Regions from separate parts of the Mus musculus genome. Here region 2 is linked to region 1. The links are chromatin contacts, called in public Hi-C maps. All regions are on one chromosome and are shown on one strand. Each heading gives the region's core, a stretch centred on a gene start, on an enhancer-like site or on the middle of the called end of the contact. The rest is flanking DNA. Distances are from core to core; before and after follow the strand shown.

Region 1 (6,337 bases), core at 2,182-4,681:
CACAGATTAGCACATGATTAATCAAGTGACTTTCTGGCTAGATCCTTTAATTCAATCAACACTGAGACATTATGCCCAGAAGTCAAATGATGATTTTTTTTCCCAAAGGTCCATTTCAAAGGCAAAGTAGCTTCATTATAGAGGACAAAAACCACGATCAAATCTTCTGTCTCTAAGTAACAGCTAGTTAGCACAGTTAGTGACTAGAACTTAGTCATCCAGGTATACTTTATTTATTCAATATGAGAAAAGGCCTGTAGAAGTGTTTGGTGAGTCATTTCATAAGACCAAAGCCAAGCAAAACTAGAGCACTCTTGTTGGAGATATTTTCCTCAGTGTGAAGTTTCTTTTGGGAGACTTGACATACAGGTGTAGTCAAACTTTGGCATGGAAAGTAAGTCATGAATTTTATAGGCAATGACCCTTGATGTCTTAAGCATGTGATACCACAGCCAAATCTAGCAATATTCCCTGAAAGAAGCAAAAATAGATGCAAGAGAGGAAATTAGGTGGAGGTAATTGAATTCTTTAAAAAAATTTTTTTTTTGCTAGCCAAGGATCCCAAGAAGACAAAATCTCGTTCTTTACATAAAGGACATAGCTTCATTTCTATTTTACAGAGAAATAACCTTTCAGAAAACCATTCCTAAAAATTGTGCTACTATGCCTTTGAGTTTCCTATTTTGTGGGTCATAGATTTAACAGGCTGTAATGCTATTTAAACATGGTAGATACTTAATGCACCATGAAAAAAGCCCTTAAGCCATGGGAAATTACAAAAATATCTCAATGCCAGGGTCACAAAAGTGAACATTCTTAACATGAACTTCAAAGGTAAAATGAAATTACATTTCCTGTAGGTTCCTGAGGGTCTATTGACCAATGATCATGGACACCAGTGATTTCACCCACAGTCTTGTTAGAGATTTTGTTCAAACCAGCCAGCCAGCCACTTCTCAGCAGAAATGGTTCTGGAAACTCAGCTTTTGGTACATTGGTAACACCAGGAACTTCATAAATGATTCAGCCAAGAACTAGATTGTCTTTTGTTTTCTCCACATAGATTAATCACCTGATTCATTGTGGAGTTTTCTGGTGCCAGGAAATTTAGAATGGTAACAGATTATTTAGTTAATAGACATTCATCTGAAGAGATTGTTTCTCAACAAAGCACTCAAATGGCCAATACACAACATCATTATCAATTTGATAAACTAGTTCAGATCAATGGATATTTTGAAATTTTAATAATTATAGTTGTATATTTAGTTATTCATTTTGGTATTTGAAAAAAACTACAAAGCTATATAGAAGGGAATAAAAAGCCATGGTCTTGGTGCCCAGTGGGAAGGTGCCTGCTTCTCACTGTTATACCCAATAAAGGATAAATTGATGAAACTCTGTTTGGCAGGAAATTGGAAATGAATGTTTGCTGTACTCAACAGGAGAGAGGAAGACCTTTCTAAAGGTTGTAGTGACTGCTTTACTCTATACTAAAGTAGATTGGGTATCGACTTATGTAGCATTGAGGGGATGTTAGAGATTGTCAAGTTCAGCAGTCAGTTTTCAAGCATGTCTTTTAGTCAGTTTATAAGCATTTCCCCACTGCCCATGTCCTCTACATGGCTGGGAAGTGTTCTCATTCCTTTCACTTCCTGGCTCTTTGGTTTCCTCTTCCCTCTTTTCTCAACAGTCTTCAAACTGGCGGTGGACTAAAGCACTGAAAGGTGCTTTAGGTAAGTGACTGATATGAAGTTTTGCCAATCGGGACCCCTGGGTTTTGTTCTCAGGCCTAACAGTAACTGTGCCTTTTAGGCGAATTATGAGAACACCACACTTAAGATGTTGCATCTATGAAATAGAGACTCCAGTGACTACTTTCCCATTACCTGCCATACTGATTTGGATAATAGAAGCGAAATATTGAACAGAGGACAGACTGAACTGTAGATGTTATTATTTAAAGAAACCTAATTTACCCAGATATAGCTCTCTCTTGTGAGACTATGCTGGGGCCTAGCAAACACAGAAGTGGATGATCACAGTCAGCTATTGGATGGGTCACAAGGCCCCTAATGGAGGAGCTAGAGAAATTACCCAAGGAGCTAAAGGGAACTGCAACCCTATAGGTGGAACAACAATATGAACTAACCAGTACCCCGGAGCTCTTGTCTTTAGCTGCATATGTATCAAAAGATGGCCTAGTCGGCCATCACTGCAAAGAGAGGCCCATTGAACTTGCAAACTTTATATGCCCCAGTACAGGGGAACGCCAGGGCCAAAAAGGGGGAGTGGGTGGGTAGGGGGTTGGGGGGGTGGGTATGGGGGACCTTTGGGATAGCATTGAAAATGTAAATGAGGAAAATACCTAAAAAAAAAAGAAACCTAATTTGTAAAGGGAAACACAAGAAACATGACAGATTCTTTCATAGAAATGGTATTTCTAAGAGCCTAAAACACACAGTAATACACACATGGCAAAATTAGGTCAAGATGATATTAACAGGTAGAATGGGGAGGGATGCCATAAATAGTAAAATGCTTGGCATGCAAGAGGGATAACCTGAATCTAGACCCCCAACATGCACGTAGACAACATGTGACTAGAATCTTGTCAAGAGTGTATGGAGACAGGCTGACCTCTGGAGTTCACTGGCTAATCTAGCCAAATTAGTGAGCTCTGGATTCAGAAACAGATCTCGTCTCAAAAAAAAAAAGTGGTAGACATCACTTGAATAAGATATTGCATGCCAGCCCCCAGCCTCTGCATTTATATGTACACACATTTACATATATATCCAGAAAAGACCAACCTAGAAACATAACGTGTCATTAACGTAACATTTGAAAGTTGTGGATTCCCATTCTACATTTATTCTCAGAGAGTAGAGCTGAGTGTGTCTAGTCTCATAAGCTGAGGCTGTGTGGTATGAGTCAATTAAGCCTACAAAGTAGAGCAAAGAATAGCCCTCATCAGGGTTTGGAGCTTTGCAGGAGATGAAAAGGCAGGGACATTTAATCATCTTACATGGGCCTGCCTTTCTCTTCCCTGCTCTTAGAAGGGGGACTTGCTTTATTCTGGCTATTTCCTGAGGGGAGCCCTTCTCCCTCCCTCCAGTATTCAGGCTAATTACAAATGGTGAGGTGGTTTCCAGGCTGAATAAGAAATCAAAAGAGAGGAGGTGGAGGGAGTGGTGTAGATTTCATAGAAAAAAAATAATTTAAGAAAAAAGTATGTTCTCTGAGGGGGGAAATTAGAGAATTAGGTCACCAAGTTGGAGCCAGGAAAAAAACCGCGCGCGAGTGGAAACTGGAGCGGGGAAACTATTTCATGTTAACACATCCAAAGGCTGAACAGCCCAGCCTCAGGGCATTCCCCTCCCAGAGAGCACAGGGGCCTGGAAGACCTCTAGACAGTTCTGTGTCATAGTCATGCACTAATCAGCGCTATTCAGCCTGTTCCACGCGTGGTCACATACGAGGTGCCCTGAAAACCACGAGGGCCACATAGCAACAATTATAATCAAAACCACCACAGCACTGACTGTGGCTTTTGAAATCTGAAGCTTCAAAAAGCAGACAGCCTTCCAGGGCAAGCCAGTGCTTTTTTTTTTTTTCCTCCTTCTTTCGCTCCCTTCCTCCTTCTCTCCCTCCCTCCCTCCCTCCCTCCCTCCCTCCCTCCCTCTCTCCTTCCTTCCTTTTCCTCCAACCCTGGCGTTTTAGATTCACCCCCGTGACAGTTATATATCAATAGATACAGAGTGCACGCTGCCTAAAGCAAATATATAAATGGCTTAAAGGGCAGGCAAAAGTGTCATGCGTCAGTAGACATTAGCTGAGGTGCGACTCTGCCGGTGTGACCAGAATAAAGACATCTCAGTTAGAGTCAATGTCTCGGAATTGGTGGCGTGGCTTGGCATACACAGCCCCTTAACGAATTCCCAGCATATGTGAAAGGACCCAGTAGCCATCTCTGCAATGTAGAATCTTAAAACCCTTTCTTCAGGCTTTAAGTGAGAATTGTCTAGCTGTTTCCTCACCTAAATTTCAGCTTACAACCGAATACAAGGCACTGAATTCAATTCTGAAAATGTAGCTTAAAAAAAAAAAAAGGATCCGTTCTCTTCCTTTCTGTGTAAGGCAGATGTGCTGTCCTGGAGAAGGCACTTGGCAGAAATGGAGCTTAGGTGTTCGTGTATCATTTAGGGAGAAGGCACTGCTGTCTTCCTGGAACCTCTGGCTGCAGAGTTCTTTACCTCTCTGCTGCACGCCTTGTGCAAAGTAGTGTGCTACAGAGAACTGTTAGGAAGAAAGTTTTGTTTCATTGTGTTCCTCTGGTGAATCCCAGATGTTAACGACTTGCTAAATTGTGACTGTTCAGACTCAGTGTGGTTTCCCAGCTCAGTCTCCAACACTCACAGTTTTAGATAGTTCATGGCCACAAACTCTAATTCTATGTGACAATCTTATAAAGGCTTTCAGGACCATGCCCATTCCCAGACTTAATTTGTGACCAGTTATATAAAGTTAAATAAATGTGGGTCCACCTCGATGGTGCCAAAAATCTGTCCAATTTCCTCAGTTTGATGGTCTGTTTTTATGTTACAAACCGTTTCAGTTAATGGCTTAAAAATAAGAGCAGATTTTTAAGATTTTGAATGTCAGGAGTTTAGGCAGACTTTCAGCCCTATGTCTTGTCAGCTCATGTCTTTTGGTTGCATTCATTTGGGGTGAAGGTTCAGTAGAGCCTTGCTCACAGGACAGTCACCCGGTGACCCTGAATATGACCCTCTGGCATCTGCTCATAGCCAATGTGAGCTTCCTTGTGGTGTTGTGGAGTTACTCAGACTTCTTAGAGAGCAGCAGGCTTCTGAAGGAGAGGAAGCTAATCTGTGAGTCATAGAATGGAACTTGGAAAAACCCTTTTCTTTAAGATGCTAGCGTAAGGAAAAACATAGCATTTCATGCTTCCATACACGTCCACTGCAAAACTCATATAAAAATATTAAAGCCCTTGGCCTGGAGAGACAGCTCAGTAGATAAAGGTGCTTACCACACAAGCCTGAGGACCCGAGACTGATCCTAGGAACCCTTAGTTGAAGAGGAGAACCAACTCAGGAAAGCCGTACTCTGACTCCCACATATGTGTTATGGTACACATGAGTCCATGGCATGCATGTGTCTGCAAGTGTGTACACATGCACTCTCGCGTGCACACACACACACACACACACACACACACACACAATGCACACACTAATAATAATAAATAAAAATACATAAATAAATACAACCCATCTGCTTTGAGCGCTAACTGTAGAAGATACACATAGCAAATGATATGGAGAACAATGTAACATCTTCTTATTTTGGTGTATGGGTGGTTTTCTTGCATGTATGCCCATGTGTCACTCACATGCCTAATGCCTGGCCTGGTGCCCACTGAGGCCTGAAGACAGCTTCTAATCCCCTGGAGCTAGAGTTACAGACAGTTGTGAGCTGCTAAACGGATGCTGCGAGTTAAACCCTGGTCCTCAGGAAGAGAAGCCGGTGTTCTTAACTGTCTCCAGTCCCTGGGGTCTTCTTATTTACAGTGTGATGAGGACCTTCAGCTATAGCATCATTGGGGGCTTTTAAAAACACAAGTCTTTGTCTCTATGATTAAAAAAAAATCCTAAGAAGATTTGTACCTTGTTGATTCTAATAATTCAGAACTATAAATACTATAAATGCCAAAAGATATGTATTTAATAAAATTAGTTTAATAAATTTAGCTTTTCTTTTCAGAATGGACATTCAATCAGACAACTTATTTTTACTATTTACTATGCAAATTTATGATTATACTTTGGCTCAATTTATTATAAATGACATTTTTCTAATGCAGGCTATTTGGGGCTAAAACCAATGCATGAAATGTGGCTATGATATAGAAATTGATTAATAAATGTTTGCTTTTGTAATTCTAGTTGTAATCTAAAATACTCTAATTGCCCAAACTGTTACAAGAAGGAAACATTTTGAACAGTTTTAGACTTACAAAAATCTGTGACAATGACAGAGTGGCCATGCCCCCATCCTTGCTGTTCCATTTTGCTTTTGCCTGACACTTTTACAATGCATTTGCTGTCATTAATGGACCAAGTTGATAACTCTGTCACTAGTGTCCACAGCACACTTAGTCTTAATTTTTACCTATCGACCTTTCTTTGGTCTTGCTGTACATCTCAGAAACCACTTGTTAGTCATGTTTCTTTAGCCTCTCATGGCTTATATGGTCAATGTTTCCTTGACTGTCATGACATTTATAGTGTTGGCGGATACTGGGAGGTCATTT
Region 2 (6,555 bases), core at 89-2,588, 380 kb before region 1:
GGACATGTCAAATCACAATCATTTGTAGCTGCTCCTTCTTTTTGTTATTTCTTTCCCCTGAGTCCTTTCTACTTTCACTTTTCCTTTATTTTATTTCTTTGGTTGTGAGAATGTACTTTGAAGGAGATGGCTTCTTTGAGAGCCCCTGTGGTTTTCTGTTGTTAGGTTTGTTTTTTGTTGTTGTTGTTGGTTTTTGGTTTGCTTTTTATTTTTTCTTACTGAATAAAACTAGTAGGTTATTTCCTCTTCAAGTAAATTTGCTAAGTGAACTGCATGTCTAGAAATATTTTAATCAAGAAAGGAAGGACAGAAACATGTAGCTTGGTTTATAGAGGGCAACCCTCATGTGCTACATATGTAAGGGGTAGGTTTATATCGCAGGACTACAAAAAGGAGTCAAAAGAAAGAAAACAAGGCAGTGGCTCCAAATAGATAGAGAGTACATCCAACAGTGATGGAGAAGAGAAGTCAAGAGGAACTTGACCACAATGCAAGCCAAGTTTGAATTACTCCAAGTTTGAATATGACGCCCTAAAGGAGGACAAACTGTAAAATGCATGGATAACAGAACATCACACACTTCAGAGTAGACAGGGCAAACCAGTGAAGAATTTCTCAAGGAATGGGACAAAATTAGCATAAAAAGTTATCTAAGAGGAAGGTGTGTTCTGGCCATACTACCCTGATCTCAGAAGCTAAGCAAGGTTGGACCTGGTTAGAATTTGGATGGGAGGAAAAGGTGCTGTCTGACTGTACAATAACCAACTCCTCTTTAAAAAGTCTCTGACCTCTGAAAGTGACATGTCTTCGGGCAATGGGCAAGGATGTTGAATGCTACAGAAGACCAGTGAGAGTTTTTAGAAATATTTGAAGAGGCTGTCTTCTAGGATTTTTTTTCTTGATTTCCCTTCTCTCTTGATTATTTATGATGTAGGAAAATAATGTAAGGTATTTCGGCCTCAACAGGTTTGAGGATACTGAGGTCTAAACCCAGCGGCAGCTGCTTCTCTAGATTCCTCGTTAGTTCATCAGTAGAAGAGCTGGGTCTGACTGCCTGTTACACAAGATCCCTGCTGCTGAGTCATTTACAGATTACAGACCACAGCGAAGGAGGTTGACAGAAACAACCTACTGATCAACCTGAACAAGAGTTTGTGTTCAATAATAATACATACGCATCCGTGCATAAGCAAAAGGTAGATGCGCTCTGGGTGTGGTTGCAGGTAGGAGACTAGCAGTTTCTTGTTTAGACAGAAACACCTGACAAGGAAGGGCTTATTAGAGCCTCTGGAGAATGGCTGACAGTGGAGGAGCTGACAGCTGTCGGGAGACCTTTGAAAGCAGTTCTTGTTTTTTCAATTCAAATTTTCTGAATCGCCAGCAGGAATCCAAAATGACATTGTTTGCTCACTTGCCTGTTTGCTCAAATCTTCAGCACGAACAGGATTTCCCCAAAGCCTCAGCTGTCTTCCAACCCTTTCTGCTTTGGAATACATGCCCACAAACACACAGGATTTCAATTTCTTTTAAAAAAAATTTTATATGCCCTGGCTTCTATTCTAGTTAATTACTGTCAGGTCTTGCCTTGAAATATTCAGCTACTGGCAAGAAACAACATGTGTCTACATACACACACACACACACACACACACTCACAAAGACTCACCTTCATTTTGTGTCTCTAAGACAGTTAATAAGGAGAATTTATTAAAGTAACAACTATTTCTATTCAAAGAAACAAAACAAAACAAAAATAAATGTCGCTACAGACAGACACTAACTCTAGCTGACATACTTTGATAAACTGCCTCTCAGGTATCTTCTGCCAGGCATATAGTATATTCTACTTTTGTTGTTGTTGTTCTTGTTGTTGTTTGTTGTCATCGTCATCGTCATATAGAATAACAATCTAACTCAAGAAGCAGCAGCACCCCCTAACCTTCCCTGGTATTTTCCTGCCCTGACACATCCACCAGGAGGATTGGCCTCTCTGTGGTGCTTTTCCAACCTCACACTTCTGTTTGCATTTCTGTCAACCTCAGCAGCTAACATCAACATTTACCAGAAGGACCATACTATTTTTACAGGTCTATGTATCACATTATTAGTGGAAAAGAAAGCCCACTGGTAACTCCTAGTGGGGAGCTGTAAGGGCGACTAATTTGCGATTGCAGTGGACTGGCTGAGAATGGGTATCACTGATGCTAGGAAACATAGTCAAATTACAGTTAAGATTCCGACTCAAACTTGTCCTAAAGAGCTACTGAATCATCACAATGGAATCACCTCTCTGTCTCTTGCTGTTTTTGTCTCTGTCGCTGTTTCTCTCTCTCTTTCTGCCTGTGCTTATGTGTGTGTTTGCCTGTCTGTTCATCTATCTATCTATCTATCTATCTATCTATCTATCTATCTCTCATCTAACTCAGCCCCCTTCCTCTCCCCCTCCTCCCTCTTCCCCTCTCCCTCTCCCTCCCCCTCTCCCTCCCCCCTCTCCCTCCTCCTCTCCCTCCCCCCTCTCCCTCCTCCTCTCCCTCTCCCTCCCCCTCCCCTCCCCCTCCCCCTCTCCCGCTCCCGCTCCCTCCCTCTCCCTATCTCTCTGTCTCCCTGGTCTGGTTGGTGATGACAGCTTCTCCTTAATGTACAGATACACGGACCCTGACTACTAAACTCACAATACATCAAGAATCTCTCACTGTAACTGCCTGTGCTGCAGGAAGTCCTTTAGCAGAGTCACAAAACCTCTATCTCATCTTTGGTTTATTCACTATTTTGCTGCTTTGGGCATATGATAGAGCTTGAGCCATTGCCTTCCCTGACACAGGCACCATCTCCATTTTCCAGATGAGAAAATTAAAGGTTAGTCGAGTTGTATATAGCCAGGACAATTCCAATCCATACCAAATAAAAGTTATTGACTTGACCTTCCCTAAATAACTGCTCTCAGAGTGTCTTTGGTGCTATTCTCTCTATATAAAATAAGTACATTCATGTATAGTCTGATCTTTATCAATCATTATCCTTGTAAGAAAAATCTACCATCTGCAAAGCTTTAATAATTTTAATAGAATTAGCCTTGCCCCAGAGATAGGGAAAGTACTAAGTTGACCACACTGTAAATGTAACTTTCATTCTCCTGTAGTGATTACCATCTTTAAGGCTTCCTGCCTCTGTCAGCTAGCCTAGGCTTAGTCCTAGAAGCTTCCAGCCTCTGTGCAATATAATCTAGACCTAGAATGTTTTCAGCCTCTGACACTTACTGCTGAATAAGATCACCCTTTCTTGTTCTTTCTGAACTCTGGCTGGCTGGTTTAACTCAGCTGTTTGAGATCAAACTCCTCTCCAAGCTGATAGATTCAATTCAGCTTCTCTCTCTGCCAGTGACTGAATTGTTCTACTTGTCCTCAAACCAACTCTGGCAATCTGTTCTAATCTTCTGGTTCCTTCTCCTTCTTGACTCATTCTGTCTTCACCTGTGTCTGGCTTGTTTCTTTCTTCAACCTGTCTCTGAAAATCTCTCCTGGTAAAGCTGCCTCCTCTCTCTCTCTCTCTCTCTCTCTCTCTCTCTCTCTCTCTCTCTCTCTCTGCTGCTGCCCCCTTTCCTCTCTCTTCCGCTGCAAATTGGCCGTATCCTATTTTGCCAAATCTTTCTCTGATTCATTACTTTGTCTGCTATTCTATTAGAAATCTATTTCAAACATGGGTGCTTCCATCTACAAACTAAAATTACCTCCATTGTTTGGGATTAAAGGTGTATTCTAAGGTTGCATCTGTATTACAGTCAGAGGGACTGAAAGGGTGTGTTAAGGGCTGAGCCACACCTCAACTAGAAATGGGTTCTTTTCAATAAGTAGCATAATCTCAGGGTTCACAGTACAATCAGAAATTCTGCAACAGTATGCTAAGTAGGAAAGAAATAACAAAGTGCAAGCCACAGTGATCACCTACTGAGCTCAAAAAGGCAAACAAGTTCATGTTTAGCAATGGAACATGAGATGTGGGAGAGGACTGTCCAATAGAACTAGGGCTATAGAAGGGTACAGTCTTTCTTTTTTTAAAGATGTATTTAGTTTATGGATATGAATGCTCTATTTACATGTATGTTTGCATGACAGAAGATGGCATTAGACAGAAGGGAACATCAGATCCCATTATCGATGGTTGTGAGCCACTTTGTGCTGGCTGAGATATGAACTCAGGACCTCTGGAAGAGCAGCTACTGAGAGCCATTCTTGATGAAAGGCAAAGCACGGAAAAGAAAGATGAAATAAATGCAGAACTCTCCTCTCTCATTTTTCACTCAGCTTCAAGACTCATCATTGTATGGCTCCAACAAGATGCTACAGTACAAAGAAAATAGGATGAGACAGGACACAGAATCGAGTAAAATGTAGCTCTAGGGACCAGCAGAGAACTACTCAATGGTCCTTCGAAATTTCTCATTAAAATTGACCTTCAAGAAAACAGGGAATCTTTTACTAATAAGAGCTGCCATCTTCAGAAAACATTTGGTCACTGAACTCAGAGCAGACTGCAAGAAACTAAGAGAGACACTAAGGTGTGTTAGTGTGCCGAGCAGGGCAGATCTGTGAGGCCCCTCTTGTTAGGACACTGCTGATCATTGCCTGTGGAAGTCTGGATCTATCGTTGTCCTAAAATGCTGCCATGTCACACAAGGTTAAAGACACAGTGACAGATAATCCATCTTAATGGAAAGTAGCCAGAAACATTGCATGGCTGATCCTCGAACATATTTTTTTTTTCTTGGTAAATTGGGTAGAACACAGGATTGAGTGAAATTATCTAAACTCCCCTAGCTTGCTGTTTTCTCATTTACTACTAGGTTGGTTTTTCAAAGCAATAGTTATTAATACTTCTAAATTTGACCTCCAATTACATGGTGTTTTAATATCCTGGCCTATAGATACAAACGTAACAGATAATTTTTATGCTGCAGTCTGATCCTGTAGTGACCAAACCTCACCCTGGGAATAGATTGTTCCCATTTGAGTGGAATAAATGTTTCAAAGCACCATGGCTCCATTTTATAAATTGGTTCTCCATGGTACATGACATGCTATGGAACCACCAAAAAAACAGTTGCATAGCACTGAGTCATAAGAGAAAAATAACTGAACTCCAGGATAATAAAAGCTAAATAAAGATACAGTACAGAGAAGTAAATGCCAAGATCTTCTCAGGACCAGAAGTGTTGGGCATATTACACATATAAAATTTGTGTAATTTCTGTCATCAGTGCCACAATAGCTTATTATGACAACATTCTCTGATATCATTCCCTCGATCAAGAATGTATTGCTTATGTAGTCCACAAAGAAATACACAGGACTGCACATATGTACCTTTCCAACCTAGTTCAATCTAAGTGTCTTTCCTGGTGGTCCAGTGAAGTTCCCGAAGGTAGTGTCTTTGCTGAGCCATCCTCAGTCAGGCTATATTTGGCAAGAGTGTAACAGCTGACACCTTAGCACATGTTCAGCACCTGAGATGTGAGTGGAACACAGTTATTTTGGCATTTCTAAGCTTCCCCTATCCATGCCACATAGACGTATACACATATACATATCTATTTAAATAACAGCAATAAATTAAATAGTGCACTTCTCTCCACCATTCGACTTTGAAAATATAAAACACAACAAAAGAAAAACAAAACTAAATCAAACAAACAAACAACAGCAACAACAACAACAAAAACATGACAAGCAGGAGTTCTCTCAATAATTTCCTAACTGTTTATAAAAGCAAACCAAAAAAACAGAGGCATGTGTTCAGCGAAAGAAAGACATCTGAACTAAAAGACATGCTCAAGACATATATAAGAATCAGAAGGTCAGTTCAAAGTTGAAGAACAGAAAGTCTGGTCAAAAGAACATGCAAACTACTGTGAGGGAGCACAATGGGAACTCAAGCAGGAGCACCAATGAGCAGATAAAGCATTCCTTCAGGACCAGTGATGACAGGATTCTCAGGTACAGAATGTAAGAGGAGAGCGCTTGAAGTATTTACGGTAATTAGGAACATAAAGCCAATGTAAACAAATCAAGAATATTTTTCAAGGTTCTATAGAGAGAGCTTAAGATTTTTATTATGAGAATTAATCTATCTAGTTATTTCCTTAGGAACACTGAAGTTTCTGTGTGTCAGTTGCAAGGATATGGTTCCACGATGCAGCTAATTTTCTCTAACTTGTCAAACATTCTGACATAACGTGTGTTTGTATTTGCTGCGTTGAGTTAGCATTGTTTTCCTTTGTAATAAGACCTCTTCCCTTTTTTTTTGTATTCAAAATCACCAATTTCGCTTTATAATTTTTTTTCCCCTCCACTGAAAACTCAAGAACCAAGAGTTTATTCTCTAGAAGGCTCGAGACTCATGAGCAGGAGCCCATGACTGCTGCTGTTGATGACATTCTGCTATTCTTGCAGACAGGAGCCTAGTATAACTGTCATCAGAGAGGCTTCACCCAGCAACTGATGGAAACAGATGCAGAGACTCAGCCAAACATTAGGCAGAGCTTGAGGAATCTCACAGAAC

What was found. A called contact is a pair of places that touch in the nucleus more often than the background predicts.
Region 2: a Hi-C map of muscle stem cells shows a contact between it and region 1, with 1.6 times the contacts expected there. The contact joins two enhancer-like sites.

Annotation. Positions count from the first base shown.
Region 1 is chr10:96,457,870-96,464,206 of GRCm38.p6, reverse strand. No RefSeq gene overlaps it. Among named protein-coding and RNA genes, the nearest start is that of Gm33843, 140 kb to the left of the region's middle. Within about 2 kb of position 3,431, at least 65 of the 459 cell types and tissues checked have an H3K27ac peak or open chromatin away from gene starts, as enhancers often do. A contact at or near this core is called in muscle stem cells, where this site is marked.
Region 2 is chr10:96,831,959-96,838,513 of GRCm38.p6, reverse strand. No RefSeq gene overlaps it. Among named protein-coding and RNA genes, the nearest start is that of Gm46240, 66 kb to the left of the region's middle. Within about 2 kb of position 1,338, at least 13 of the 459 cell types and tissues checked have an H3K27ac peak or open chromatin away from gene starts, as enhancers often do. A contact at or near this core is called in muscle stem cells, where this site is marked.